Regions from separate parts of the Pan troglodytes genome. Here region 1 is linked to region 2. A link is a contact called in public HiChIP or PLAC-seq data. All regions are on one chromosome and are shown on one strand. Each heading gives the region's core, a stretch centred on a gene start, on an enhancer-like site or on the middle of the called end of the contact. The rest is flanking DNA. Distances are from core to core; before and after follow the strand shown.

Region 1 (7,057 bases), core at 4,291-6,790, 210 kb before region 2:
TACAAGGGCACTAATCCCATTCATGAAGGCATGACATAATTACCTCCCAGAGACCCTGCCTCCAAACACCATCACACTGGCTTAGGGCTTCAGCATATGAATTTTGGAGGACACAAACATTCAGTCCAGGCCAGGCACGGTGGCTCACGCCTGTAATCCCAGCACTTTGGGAGGCCGAGGTGGCAGGATCGCTTGAGGTCAGGAGTTCAAGACCAACCTGGCTAACATGGTGAAACCTCAAGAATTAAAAATACAAAAACTAAGGCTGGGCACAGTGCCTCACGCATGTAATCCCAGCACTTTGGGAGGCCGAGGCAGGCGGATCACAAGGTCAAGAGATCGAGACCATCCTGGCCAACATGGTGAAACCCTGTCTCTACTAAAAATACAAAAATTAGCCGGGTGTGGTGGTGGGTGCCTATAGTCCCAGCTACTTGGGAGGCTGAGGCAGGAGAATCTCTTGAACCAGCGAGGTGGAGGTTGCAGTGAGCTGAGATCGCGCCACTGCACTCCAGCCTGGCAACAGAGCAAGAGTCCATCTCAAAAAATAAAAAAAAATAAAAATAAATAATAAAAACTACCTGGGCATGGTGGTGCACACCTGTACTCTCAGCTACTCAGGAGGCTGAGGCAGGAGGATTGCTTGAACCTGGGAGGTGGAGGTCATAGTGAGCTGAGATCATGCCACTGCACTCCAGACTGGGTGACAAAGTGAGACTCCATCTCAAAAAAAAAAAAAAAAAGAGAAACAAACAAAGCAAAAAAACACTCAGTCCATAGCAGCCACCAAGTGTGAGTTGGGTCTGGCTGTGGGCAGTACAGAACCTGTGTGGTGGAGGGAGGGGACAACGCGAGGGCACCGAGGCAGTGACAATTCAGGAGAATGCTCCATTTAGGGATCCTGGGGATGGGGAAATAGCAGAAGAGAAGAGAGGGAGGTGGAGGCCATGGACTGTTAGAAGCTGTTCAGAGTTGCTTGTGGATGGCGTGGGAAGCTCCTGTGGGTATCTGAGCTGTGGAGTAGCTGCTCAGGACTGGGCTTCGGGAGGACAGTGCTGGAAGCAGCAGGTAGGGCAGATTGGGTGGGGGAGGGGGCACAGACAGCTGGCAGGGAAATAAGTTTGGAGATGACCATAAATAGCTCTGCTGTCAACGCCTCTCCCACAACTCTCTCCTCCTCCTATTCTCTGATTTCTAATAATGGCTGTGCCATTCTTCCAGCCCCAGGGATGGAAGTCTGAGTCACTCTGACTCCTCCCCTGGCCATGCCCCATGTCAAACCAGCTACAATTCCTGCTGATTCTATCTCCTCTATACCATCTCTGGAGTCCTGCCTCTCTTGGGGGTTCCGCCAGCACCCTGTGTCAGGCCTGTCCCTAACTCAGAAACTCTTGTCTCCCTTCCCCAGGCTCTATCCCAATACCCTCTCACCACTGTTGCCAAATGTTACTGTCTGCCTATTGCACACCACAAAACGAATGCCCTGGAATGTTGGCTGGATGAAATGTGAGTCCCCGCGGGATTCACTCCTGTAATGCCAGCACTTTGGGAGGCCAAGGTGGGAGGATCACTTGAGCCCAGGAGTTCCAGAACAGCCTGGGAAACATGCTGAAACCCTGTCTCTACAAAAAATGCAAAAATTAGCCAGGCATGCACCTGTAGTCCCAACTACTCGGGAAGCTGAGGCGGGAGGATTGCTTGGGCCTGGGAGGTCGAGGCTGCGGTGAGCTGAGATTGCACCACTGCACCACTGCACTCCAACCTGGACAACAGAGTGAGACCCTGTCTCAAAAGAAAGAAAGAAATAAAGAAAAAGGCTGGTGCGGTGGCTTGTGCCTGTAATTCCAGCTACTTGGGAGACTGAAGCAAGAGAATCACTTGAACCTGGGAGGCAGAGGTTGCACTGAGCCGAGATCACACTGCTGCACTCCAGCCTGGGCAACAGAGCAAGACTCCATCTTAAAAAAAAAAAAAAAAAAAAAGGAGGCTGGGCATGGTGGCTCATGCCTGTAATCCCAGCACTTTGGGAGGCCGAGGCGGGCTGATCACCTGAAGTCAGGAGTTCAAGACCAGCCTGGCCAACATGGTGAAACCCCTGTCTCTACTCAAAATACAAAAATTAGCTGGACATGGTGGCGCGTACCTGTAATCCCAGCTACTTGAGAGGCTGAGACAGGAGAACTGCTTGAACCTCGGAGGCAGAGGCTGCAGTGAGCCAAGTCCTGCCACTGCACACCAGCCTGGGCAACAGAGCAAGACTCTGTCTCCAAAGAAAAAAGAAAAAGAAATGTGAGTCCCTGACCGCTCCCAGCTGTCCTGTCTGGCCTCCCCCAGACCTCAGAGCTCTTTGAAGAGGCAGCTAGATGGACGCTCCTCCCCCAGGCTCACCAGGGGCCCCTGCATCCGAGGTGCTTTTCTCCTTGCCAGATGTTTCAAGTGTCATCTACACTCCTCTTGGGACACTTTCTTTCTTTTTTTTTTTTAAATAGAGATTAAGGTTTCACTCTGCTGCCCAAGCTGGTCTCAAACTCCTGAGCTCAAGGAGTTTGCCTTGACCTCCCAAAGTGCTGGGATTACAGGTGTGAGCCACCACGCCCAGCAGACATTTTCCTCTTGTGCCTGGGTTTATGGTGATTGTATACATGTGTGTCTGGCTCCCAGAGGGTGGGGACGGAGTGACACAAATTTTTGTGCCTCCACAGGGAACTTGCACGTGACCTAAATTCAATGACAAATTGGGGTTTGATTGAAAATGTGGAGGGGTGGAAATTTTCAATTCCACTGACCCCAAACGGGAGGATCTGAGCCCCTTTCCTTTAAACACCATCTTTCTCTGCAGCAGCTTTCAGGGCCAATAGTTACCATCACCAGGAATTCCAGACCAGCACAATAAATAGGGGCTGTGGTTTCTCCCTCTTTCTCCTTAAAAAAGTAATAGAAAAAAAATTAGCCGGGCATGGTGGCATGTTCTTGTTGTCCAAGCTACTGAGGAGGCTAAGGTGGGAGGATCACTTGAGCCCAGGAGGTCGAGGCTTCAGGGAGCCATGATCATACCATTGCACTCCAGCCTGGGCAACAGAGTGAGACCCTGTCTCGGAAAAAACAAAAAAACAGTAATGGAATATGGGCCAGGTATGTTGATTTGAACTGGAGTTTTACTACTTCCCAGCAGTGTGACATTGAGCAAGTGTGGTAACCTCTACGAGCCAAATGGAGCTGGCATCAGCTGCCTCACCAAACAGGGATTTACGGGAAAGGCTGGCGTGGAGCTGGGGCCCTGGGAGGCAGGCAGTTAGAAGCAGTTTAAAGATTTTGCCTCAGTTGCCTCCAGCTGCTGCTGTGCTTACAAGGAACACAAGTGCTCCCCCTCTGATCCCTCAGCAGGCAAAGACCAGACTCTGGAACACACCTACAGTGCTGCCTCTGGCCAGGCCTCTGAGATACGAGTCCAACATGCAGAGGAAGGGGCAAGTCCTTGGTGGGGGGAGGGGGGCAGCAATTTCATTACCGCCATTTCAGAGGTGGCAGTGTGGGTGGCTGACATGCATAAGTCTGATTGTTTGGACCAGAAGGATCTTCAGGGGTCCAGTCTTCCAGTTTACAGGTGTGGATATTGAGATCCAGGCACCTGATAATACCAGGTTGGCAGGAAAGTCAAATGCCAGAGGCTTCCATGGTCTCTATTTGTGTTTGGAGCAACAGAATTCTGAACAGAGTCAAAGGGATAAGGGGTCTTTCTGGCACAAGCTGGCCCAAGACCAGGCCTTTGACAGAGGCCTCAGACTCTGGGGGGCCCAAAAGCAGCCCTTCCTTGGGCTCAGCCTTCTGGATCCCACGGCCAGAGTAGTAGCTCTGCCGGCTAGGACTTGGTGAGGGGAGCTTTGAAGTCACTAGTTGAAGGTCACCTTCCTGGCCCAGCTCCACCTGGCAATGTTGACTGTGAGGCAGTGGAGGGGAGGGCTGAGAACACAGAAGAGAAAGGTTGCTCCTATTTGGAGTGAATTAGCGTGACTGGGAAAGCAGAGAAGGGAAAGAGGTCAGGTTTTTCCAAATAAAACCCAGCCCTCAGCTGGTGTCTTAGTTTAAGAAAACAGATGAAGAGAGAAACTTTGTTTGTGGCAGAATCAATTACAACTGTCTTTTGTGGCCAGGTGCAGTGGCTCACACCTGTAATCCCAGTGCTTTGCAAGGCCGAGGCGGGAGGATCATTTAAGCTTAGGAGCTGGAGACCAGCCTGGGCAACATAGTGAGATCCCCCCATCTCTATTTTTAATTAAAACAAACAAACAAACCCATCTTTTATATGCGAACAGGCAAAAATGTAACTTTCTACTGAGGCTGTTTGACTACTCTAGGGTCTCAGAAAACAATACCCCAAAATGCAGGCCTCAGGAGCAGCTCTCTCTGACCCTCTCCCTCCCTCCCGTCTTTGGCCCCTCACTCTCCTCCGAGGCCAGCCATAGAAACTGGAATCCTTCTTCCTCAAGGCAGGTCATAGAAACCAGAGCCCTTCTCCCCCAAAGCCAGACATCGAACCCAAAAATATTACTCTAACTTTCTCCCACACATTTCTGGGTAAAAACTGGCCATAAATTATCTGACCTACCTTGTTTACTTGCAGGTCCTAAGACCCCTCCATCCCAGAGAGAGTCCTGCCCCGTACTCAGAAGGAAGGAATGCTGCAGAGAAAGGTCAAGAAGAATCTACACGGACAGGACTTGCTGGGTTTCCCCACTCAGGTTATTGGCCTTCTGGTCCAATCATATTTCTTTTTTCGTGGTTTTTTTTTTTTTTTTTTTTTTTTTTTTGAGACGGAGTCTCACTCTGTTGCCCAGGCTGGAGTGCAGTGGCATGATCTCAGCTCACTGCAATCTCTGCCTCTCAGGTTCAAGTGATTCTCCCGCCTCAGCCTCCTGAGTAGCTGGGATTACAGGCGCGCGCCACCATGCCCGACCAATTTTTGTATTTTTAGTAGAGACAGGGGTTTCATTATGTTAGCCAGGCTGTTCTCGAACTCCTGACTTCAAGTGATCCGCCTGCCTCGACCTCCCAAAAGTTCTAGGATTACAGGCGTGAGCCACCGCGCCCGGCCCAAAGTGAGATTTCAACTCTCTCTACACCAGCTGGACGTGACAGCGGACTCGCGGAGGCGCAGACGCCGCCGGTGGTCTTAGCTCAAGAATGAAGCAGCCGCACTGGGCTAATGCGCCTTTGGGTTCAGCCCGGCAGGCGAGGGAAGCAAGAGTTCGCTCAGATTGGCCTTTGGGTTTAAGCTAAAGCGTCAGAAACTGACATCCAGGTTTACATGGGGCATCCTGGAGAGGGTCAGCCTCGCAAGCGGCTCTGCTATTCCCCCAGCCCTGATTCCGCTCGCGGGTCCCGGTGGGTCTCACGCCTGTAGCTCCTGCAGAGCTGGGCTTTCAGCGGCGCCCAGAGAAGCACCAGCCGGGCCTGGCCGCCGGGTCCCGGCTCCCGCGGGACGCTGGAGGCGTCGGCGGCCCTGGCCCCGCCTCCTCTCCGGCAAGGCCCAATGGGGCGGCGGGCCCGGCAGCCCCGCCCCGGTGGTGCCCGCGCGGCCCGCGCCCGCCAGGCCCAGCGTTAGCCCGCGGCCAGGCAGCCGGGAGGAGCGGCGCGCGCTCGGACCTCTCCCGCCCTGCTCGTTCGCTCTCCAGCTTGGGATGGCCGGCTACCTGCGGGTCGTGCGCTCGCTCTGCAGAGCCTCAGGCTCGCGGCCGGCCTGGGCGCCGGCGGCCCTGACAGCCCCCACCTCGCAAGAGCAGCCGCGGCGCCACTGTGAGTGCCGCGCGGAGGGTCCAGGCAGGCGCGCGCCCCCAGCTGCGACGTGGCGGCTTCCCAGGCTGGGGCCGGGAAGCACGTCCCGCCAGCCCGCAGCCCGGGGACGGCGGGGTCAGGCGCACAAAGGGCCGGGGGGCAGCTTCGCTCCGCGCTCCCCCGCCCGGCGCTTCCCGGCCGTGCCAGGCGCTGGGGTGGGGACTTGAGGGACGGTGGCAACTGGTGGCCCGGGCGACGGCCAGTTCTGCGCGGGCGGGGGCTCGGAGCTGCCGCGCGCCCCTAGGTATTTCGGGAGGGGGTCCTGAGAGTGTCCCGGACCCGAAGGGTGGCCTGCCCGCCCTGCGCCCCTGGAACGAGACGAGCACCCGTGGGGGGCTGGAGCACCCCGCGCGCTCTCCTGGCGAGAGGGAGGGTCGTGGCTCGGCCCCTGCTCAGACAAAGGCTGGGAGGCGGGAGACATGCACTTCCCCTTCCTTTTCAGCCAGGCGCGCGCTGATACCAGGCCCACGTCAGCTATTTTTGGAGCCTTTTACACGACAGCTGGAGGAGCGTCCTTTTTAATTTTCCCCTTTTGTTTGGCCGCCCCCACCCCCACCCCTTCGCCTTCATCGCTGCACTTGAGGCTCCATCCTGGGGCCTCTCCTTGACTTGACCTGCCTTGGCAGGCACATGCCCTCCCTGCCTGGCTCACTCGCTGCAGAGACCTGGCAGCCCGCGCAAAATGTCACTTTGCGGAATCGTTCCCACGGCTTCTGGGTACCCTTAGTTCCCTGCTTAGGAGGGAAGACAGTAGTCGGGTCGTAATAAGCAAGACTTAGCCCGAGCCTCCGTTGCCAACGCAGGCTGCCTTGCCTGGCGTGTGGGCATCGGCCTGCCCCCTCACCCTGGCTACCCAACACAGCTACAAAAGGCAGGGAACAATGTAGGTCCCTTGGCCCTGCCTAATGCCTGTTGCCATGGAAACCCCTATCCTAATCTGGCCAGGAGCCCCTTGCAGTGAGCCAGGAGAGTGAGGAAGAGGGGGTGGGGCCCGCCGGCCCTGACCTGGCCAGAGGAGGTAATGGTTAACCGGATTGTGGGAGCAGCTGACTAGAGCCGGGGGGTAGGGAGGCTTGGGCCCCAGTCCTACCTTCCCTGCCAAGGAGAAAGGGGCATGTCTGCTTTTGTACCTCTGGGAATCTACCTCAGGGATCTGCCCAACAACTCCCAGGTTCCAAGTGCCCCAGGACCCAAAGATTCCCATATAGCACACCACCTTCAGCAA
Region 2 (6,774 bases), core at 1,407-3,906:
CTTTAGGAACAGATGCCCAGGAGTCATATTACTGAGAATCTAGAAATCTTTTGCAAAGTTCTTGTTATATTGCCAAATTGCTTCCCAAAAGGGTTGTTCTGAACCATAATTTCACCAGCAATGTAGGGGAGAACCATTTTTATGCTGCCCTTGTGAGAACTGGGTATGAAAACATTTTTAAAATGATTTTTGATGAGGTGAAAATAATATTTGAATATATTTTAATTTGCCTTTCCCCCACTTATAGTGAGCTTAAACATTTTTTCCTTTTCCTAGCTGTATTTCTCCTTTTGTTATTCATTCTTTTGTCCATTTATCTACTGGGGAGATGGGGAGTGTTATCTTTTTAGTTTATCAGTTATTTGCATTTTAAATATAACCATTTGCCATATTTTAACAATGATTTTTCCATTAATTCTTTTTATAAAAAAACTTTATATATCTGTTGATGTTTTGTGATTTTTATTGCTTCTAAGCTAATACAGATTTTTGGATCTTATTCAATTTCGTTTTCTTCTGTTTAGGTTATTATCTGGTTTTATACCTAACTACTTATTTTCAAATTGCTAACCAGTTATCCTAATAGTATTTACTGAATTCCTTCCCACTCCTACATCACATATTAAAATTATTTTGTGCCTAAATTATTCATAATATTTCAGTTAGTCTTCCTATAATTACAATTTGAACCATCAAAGTAGGTTTTCATAGTTGGCAGAGCTAGTTCTTCTTCATAATTCTGTTTCAGAATTTTCTTTGATATTCTTCCTCAACATTTTAAACATTTTATCAAGTTTCAGTGCAATTGACTTTTGGTTTTTATTTATTTAAAAACTGGGCCATGCCGGGCGCAGTGGCTCACGCCTGTAATCCCAGCACTTCGGGAGACTGAGATGGGTGAATCACTTGAGGTCAGGAGTTTGAGACCAGACTGGCCAATGTGGTGAAACCCCATCTCTACTAAAAATAAAAAAATTTGCTGGGCATGGTGGCATGTGCCTATAATCCCAGCTACTGGGGAGGCTGAAGCAGGAGAATTGTTTGAACCCGGGAGACGGAGGTTGCAGTGAGCCAAGATTGTGCCACTGCACTCCAGCCTGGGCAACAGAGTGAGACTCCATCTCAAACAAACAAAAAACTGGACTGGGCGTAGTGGCGGTTTGGGAGGCTGAGGCTGGAGGATTGCCTGAGGCCAGCAGTTTGAGGTTACAGTGAGGTATGACTGTGCCACTGCACTCCAACCTGGGTAAGACCCTATCTCTGAAAAACAAACAAGCAAACCCCAGAACTCTGGCTGCAAAAGTAGTACATATTTCTTTGAAGGAAAAAAAGGAAAACTTGATAATCCTACCACCCAAAGATGTTTTTAAATCATTTATGTGGTACTCAGTTATGTGCCATGCACTGTCCAAGTGCTTACAAATATTATACTAACTCCCTTTGTGTTTATAACAACTGTCTGAAGTCAGTAGACTCATTTTCCAGTTTTCCAGTTTAGGAAACTGATATTACACCTTTTCTACAGATGGGGAAACTTGCCCAGGGTGCCCAGGCAGTCCGCAGAACCATGCTTTGAATCAGGGCAGTGTGGTTCCAGGGTCCTGTACAGATCAAACACCCTGACTCTGCCATTCCATCAGATACATGATTCATATTTTGGTGTATTTGCCTCCAATCTTGAGGAAAGTGGGTTGTCCCTGTACATACTTTGTGTAATCTTTTAGCTTAACAGGTGTCATGAACACTTCCGTATCATAAATCTTTCCCAGCATGATTTTTATTATCTATTTAATATTTCTCATATTCAATGTAGAACAATGCACTTAACCAATTTCTCATTTTTGTAATAATTTTCTTCCCATTTTCCCCTGTAATAACACTGCTGAGACATATATATTTTTCTTCTTTTTTTTACTGTTCTGAAGATACTCTGGCAGAAATGTATGTTCCTGAGGCTAAATCTTTTCACACATCCACAATCATTTTATCATAAATTCTAGAGCTGGAAACGCTGAGTCTAATGTTATATATATATATATCTGTCACCCAGGCTGGAGTGCAGTGGTGTGATCTCAGCTCACTGCAACCTCCGCCTCCCGGGTTCAAGCCATTCTCCTGCCTCAGTCTCCCAAGTATCTGGGACTACGGGCGCGCGCCACCACAACCGGCTAATTTTTGTAATTTTAGTAGAGGCGGGGTTTCACCATGTTGGCCAGGCTGGTCTCGAACTGCTGACCTCAAGTGAGCCGCCCGCCTCGGCCTCCCAAAGTGCTGGGATTACAGGCGTGAGCCACCGCGCCCGGACTGTTATATATTTTAAAGGCTTCTGATCCATATCGCCAAACAGTCCTCTGGATCGATTTGCATCTGTATCCGCTGCTCCATCTGCAGTATACGGACGTGCTCCACTTCACCCACACTGGGTCATTAAAAGAACAAACAAAAATAAGAACTTGATCGATTTGGGATTTTAAATGGAAATGCACTAAAAATTCCTTAATTCCACCATTCACCGTCTACCATAGAGGAACAGCCCATCTGCACGGAGAGACAGCTACGTAATTCACTGCAGCATTATAATACTGAAAAATAAAAATGAACGAAATGTTCCTTAACCGACGAACGGCCGAATGACCGGCGTCTCCACTCCGCGGAACGTTCTGCGAGCGCTAAGGGGATGGCGGGAGTGCATGATTTGGAGCGGGCGGTGAGAAAAGCAAGCTCCCGCCGCCTCTCCGTTTTGGCAACCCGGCTGACGGTCGTTTCGGCTTCTGGGGCCACCCGTCGGTCTGGGCGAGGGACACAGATCCGGATTCGCATCCTGACTGGCCCACCAACGCTGGCCGAGGTGACCACTCTCCTCGGCATCCGCACCTGCCCTCCAAGGCGTCAGAGAGGCCGGACCCTTGGGTGCTAGGGCTCGTGAGCGCCGGGGCCAAGTTTCCGAGTGCCGCTCTCAGCAGCGCACCAACCGGAAGTGACCGTGTTGTGGCGGAAGGAGGAGCTTTCTGGGAGTAGCCGGTGCTGAGAGAACCGTGGCTGGCAAAGATGATTCAGGCGATTCTGGTTTTCAACAACCATGGGAAGCCACGGCTAGTCCGCTTCTACCAGCGTTTCGTGAGTGCGGCCCGGCTTCACCACGCCCCTTCAGGGCGCCCACTATGTCTTCCCTCCTCTTTGGCCTCTCGGCGCCTGGGGGCACCGCTCCTTGGTCACCTGGGGCTCCTGCACCGAGCATGACCCTCACCCTACTTAAGCATTTAACCTAGGCGCAGGCTGGTGCCAGGCCTTCTGTCTCCCGCCCTACTGCCCCGCTCTCGCTGACCCTTTTCTTGATCCTGGCATTTCTGTGCCATTTTGTGACATTTTCCCGTGAGTCTCTGGGAACGAGATAGAAGCGACAGTGGGGAGTGTGCCTCGATGAGAACTTGAGTGATTGAAGTCACATTCTGTCATCTTTTTGGTTGTTGACCACAGTTTCATGAGGAAGAAATATTAAGTTTCTGAAAGTTTTTGTTATAGCCAGAACTGGAAAAGTTCTTTTTTTTTTTTTGGAATTATTTTGCTTCAGTGTTGGCTGAGACTAGATACCCTTCACTCTTAGGGTTGAAGAAAATCAGTTTAAAAGTGGAAAAATGATGAGAAATTATAAATGCTGCCGCATAAGGGCTCAATAAGTGATTACGTAAATTTGAATTTTCCCAACACGTTCCTTTGCAAACACATAAACATCAGTATTTGCTTCCTGTCTTCGAAGATTATATTTATTCATGGCAGGGTTTCAAAATGTTACATAATTGGGGGACTGGTGGAACTGAAGAGGGGAAAGTGCCAGAAAACGTGTTCAGGCTTCAGCTCCACCTTTTCTACTCTTGCGTCTGTTGACAAGTTAATAAACCCTTTTCAGACTTTTATTGTCTTTTGTCAATTAGAAATGAAAAAATAATTTTACTCCTTCATAAGATTTTTAAAGCTAGATTACATTTTATTAAGTAGATTACATCGAGGTAAAAATATGAGTATTCAGGCCGGGCGCGGTGGCTCACGCCTGTAATCCCAGCACTTTGGGAGGCCGAGGCGGGCGGATCACGAGGTCAGGAGATCAAGACCATCCTGGCTAACACGGTGAAACCCCGTCTCTACTAAAAATACAAAAAATTAGCCAAGCGCGGTGGCGGGCACCTCCAAGTCCCAGCTACTCAGGAGGCTGAGGCAGGAGAATGGCGTGAGCCCGGGAGGCGGAGCTTGCAGTGAGCCAAGATAGCGCCACTGCACTCCAGCCTGGGCGAAAGAGCGAGACTCCATCACAAAAAAAAAAAAAAAAAAAAAAAGTATATATATATATGTATGTATATGAGTATTCAGCGTAACTATTTGTATTTGCATTTGTGTGTATGCAAATTTCCCCCCTAGTTTTTTTCTAACAGGGTTATTGAGATAAAACTAACATGCCATACTGTTTACTTATTTATTTTATGTTATTTACTTATAGAGACGGGGTCTTTCTATGTTGCCCAGGCTGGTCTTGAACTCCTGGGCTCAAGCAATCCACCGGACTCAGCCTCCCAAAGTGCTGGGATTACAGGCATGAGCCACTGTGTCCAGCCCCAGTTTACCTATTTAAAGGGGACAATTCAGTGTTTTTTAGCATGTTCACGGAAGCTGTGTAACCATCACCACAATCAACTTTAGATCATTTTCATCACCCCAAAAAGAAACCTCTGCCCATTAGCAGTCACTCCCTATTTCTCCATGACTCTCCCAGCCCCAGAGAGTTTCTTTCCCTCTAAATTTGCCAGTTCCAGAATGGCAAATGGAATTTGCCTATTCCGTTGCCTATAAATGGAATCATAAATAAGTGGTTTTTTGTGTGTCTGCCATGTTTCATGTAGTATAATGTTTTCAAGATTCATCCATGTTGTAGCATGTATCTGATCTTCTTCATTTCTTTTATTGCTGAATAATATTCCATTATATGGATATGCCATATTTTGATTGTCAATTTATAAGTTGATATTTCTGCTTTTTGGCTCTTCTAATTAATGCTGCTATGAACATTCTTGTGCAAGTTTTTATGTGGACTTATGACTTCATTTCTCTTGGTTATATACCTAGGAGTAGAATTGCTGGATCATATGGTAACTATGGTGAACATTTTGAGAAACTGCAAACTATTTGACAAATTTTCCAAGTGGCTGCACCATTTTACATTTCCATCAGCAATGTATAATGATTCCAGTTTCTTCACATCCCTGCCATTCGTTATTTATTTATTTATTTTTGGTTAAAGACATTTTAGTGGGTGTAAAGTGGTATCTCACTGTGGCTTTTTTTTTCCCCCCGAGACTGAGTCTCGCTCTATCTCCCAGGCTGCAGTGGTGTGATCTCGGTTCACTGTAACCTCTGCCTCCCGGGTTCAAGTGATTCTCCTGCCTCAGTCTCCTGAGTAGCTAGGATTACAGGTGCCCACGACCATGCCTGGCTAATTTTTGTATTTTTAGTAGAGATGGGGTTTCGCTGTGTTGGCCAGGCCGGTCTCGAACTCCTGACCACAAGTAATCTGCCCGTCTTGGCCTCCCAAAGTGCAGGGATTACAGGCGTGAGCCACCGCACCCAGCTCATTGTGGTTTTGATTTCAGTTTCCAAAATGACTAATGAGGTTGAGCATCTTTTCATGTGCTTATTGCCCATTCGTGTATCTTTGGATCATAGGATTTTTATAAGACCTCATGAGCTCATGGATGAAAGTACCTTGAAAACTACAGAGTACTAAAAAGATATGAGGGGTTATTAAAATCACTGAGGCATGTAAGCAATTGGTAGTTTACCTTTTTATTGAACTAGAAATTAGGTAGCCTCATCATTTCGTACCACTTCCCCACTGCTGCCACTTCCCCCAGAGTCAGATAAAAGGCTTTAGTTCAAAAGATGTGTTTGTCAGTTTTAAAAAGTGCTGATGCTTAGCATGTTTTGTATTTTGCATATATAGAGTTCGTCTCCTACAGCATCCTGTCATCTGTGAGCTTTGTTTGTTCTTTAAATGGAAATGAGGAAAATAGTGATTAATTTACTCAAATTTGTAGTGACCAAAGATTAGCAAGTTTTCATTCAGTCAGTAAATACTGTGAGCCATTCCATACCCACGTGAGTCAAAGTAATTTCCACACAATTACGTTTTCCCTTTTTTCTCCTCTCTGTTTCTTTTAAATAACCATTTCAAAGCTAAATTCAGGGCTATAGAAAGAAAGGGATTAAAATTACTTGAACCTATTTTCTAACTCTTGGGGCAAGTCCAATTTGAAGGTTTTCTTATGCTTCGTTACTCAAAGTGTGGTCCCCAGACCAGCAGAAATGTTATTGCCTGGGTGCTTACTAGACTTGCATCTCAGGACTTAACCTATACCTGCTAAATCCGAATCTGTATTTTAACAGCATTCACAGCTGATTCATTGCAAATGAAGATTTGAGAAGCAATGCTCTAGAGCTTTAAATTATTATCTGTCTTAATTGCTGGTTTCTCCCTCTCTTACCCTTTTAACCATACTTCTTCTGAAACTCATATGTATAATTAGAAATCAAAGGTGAGTTATCAAAGTGATTTCATCAGAGTTGAGCTTTCTTATGCACGTAGTAAGTGAAAAAATAAGGCCAGACATGGTGGCTCACACCTGTAATCCCAGCAGTTTGGGAGGCCAAGGCAGGTGGATCACTTGAGGTCAGGAGTTCAAGACCAGCCTGACCAACATGGTGAAACCCCATCTCTACTATAAATAC

What was found. HiChIP or PLAC-seq counts read pairs in DNA pulled down with a chosen protein or histone mark.
Region 1: a contact with region 2 is called in an H3K4me3 HiChIP or PLAC-seq map of stem cell-derived excitatory neurons, with 2.7 times the contacts expected there. The contact joins the promoter of IDH2 here to the promoter of AP3S2 in region 2. A contact is called at or near these places in 2 of 7 Hi-C or Micro-C datasets (induced pluripotent stem cells and stem cell-derived neural progenitor cells) and 1 of 1 datasets of contacts at active chromatin or transcription factors (stem cell-derived excitatory neurons).

Annotation. Positions count from the first base shown.
Region 1 is chr16:81,894,327-81,901,383 of NHGRI_mPanTro3-v2.0_pri, reverse strand. It overlaps IDH2 (isocitrate dehydrogenase (NADP(+)) 2), which reads left to right and starts at 5,540. Exons shown (of 11, transcript XM_510589.9): 1 at 5,540-5,793. The coding sequence starts at 5,679.
Region 2 is chr16:81,683,126-81,689,899 of NHGRI_mPanTro3-v2.0_pri, reverse strand. It overlaps AP3S2 (adaptor related protein complex 3 subunit sigma 2), which reads left to right and starts at 2,656. Exons shown (of 6, transcript NM_001242425.2): 1 at 2,656-3,117. The coding sequence starts at 3,049.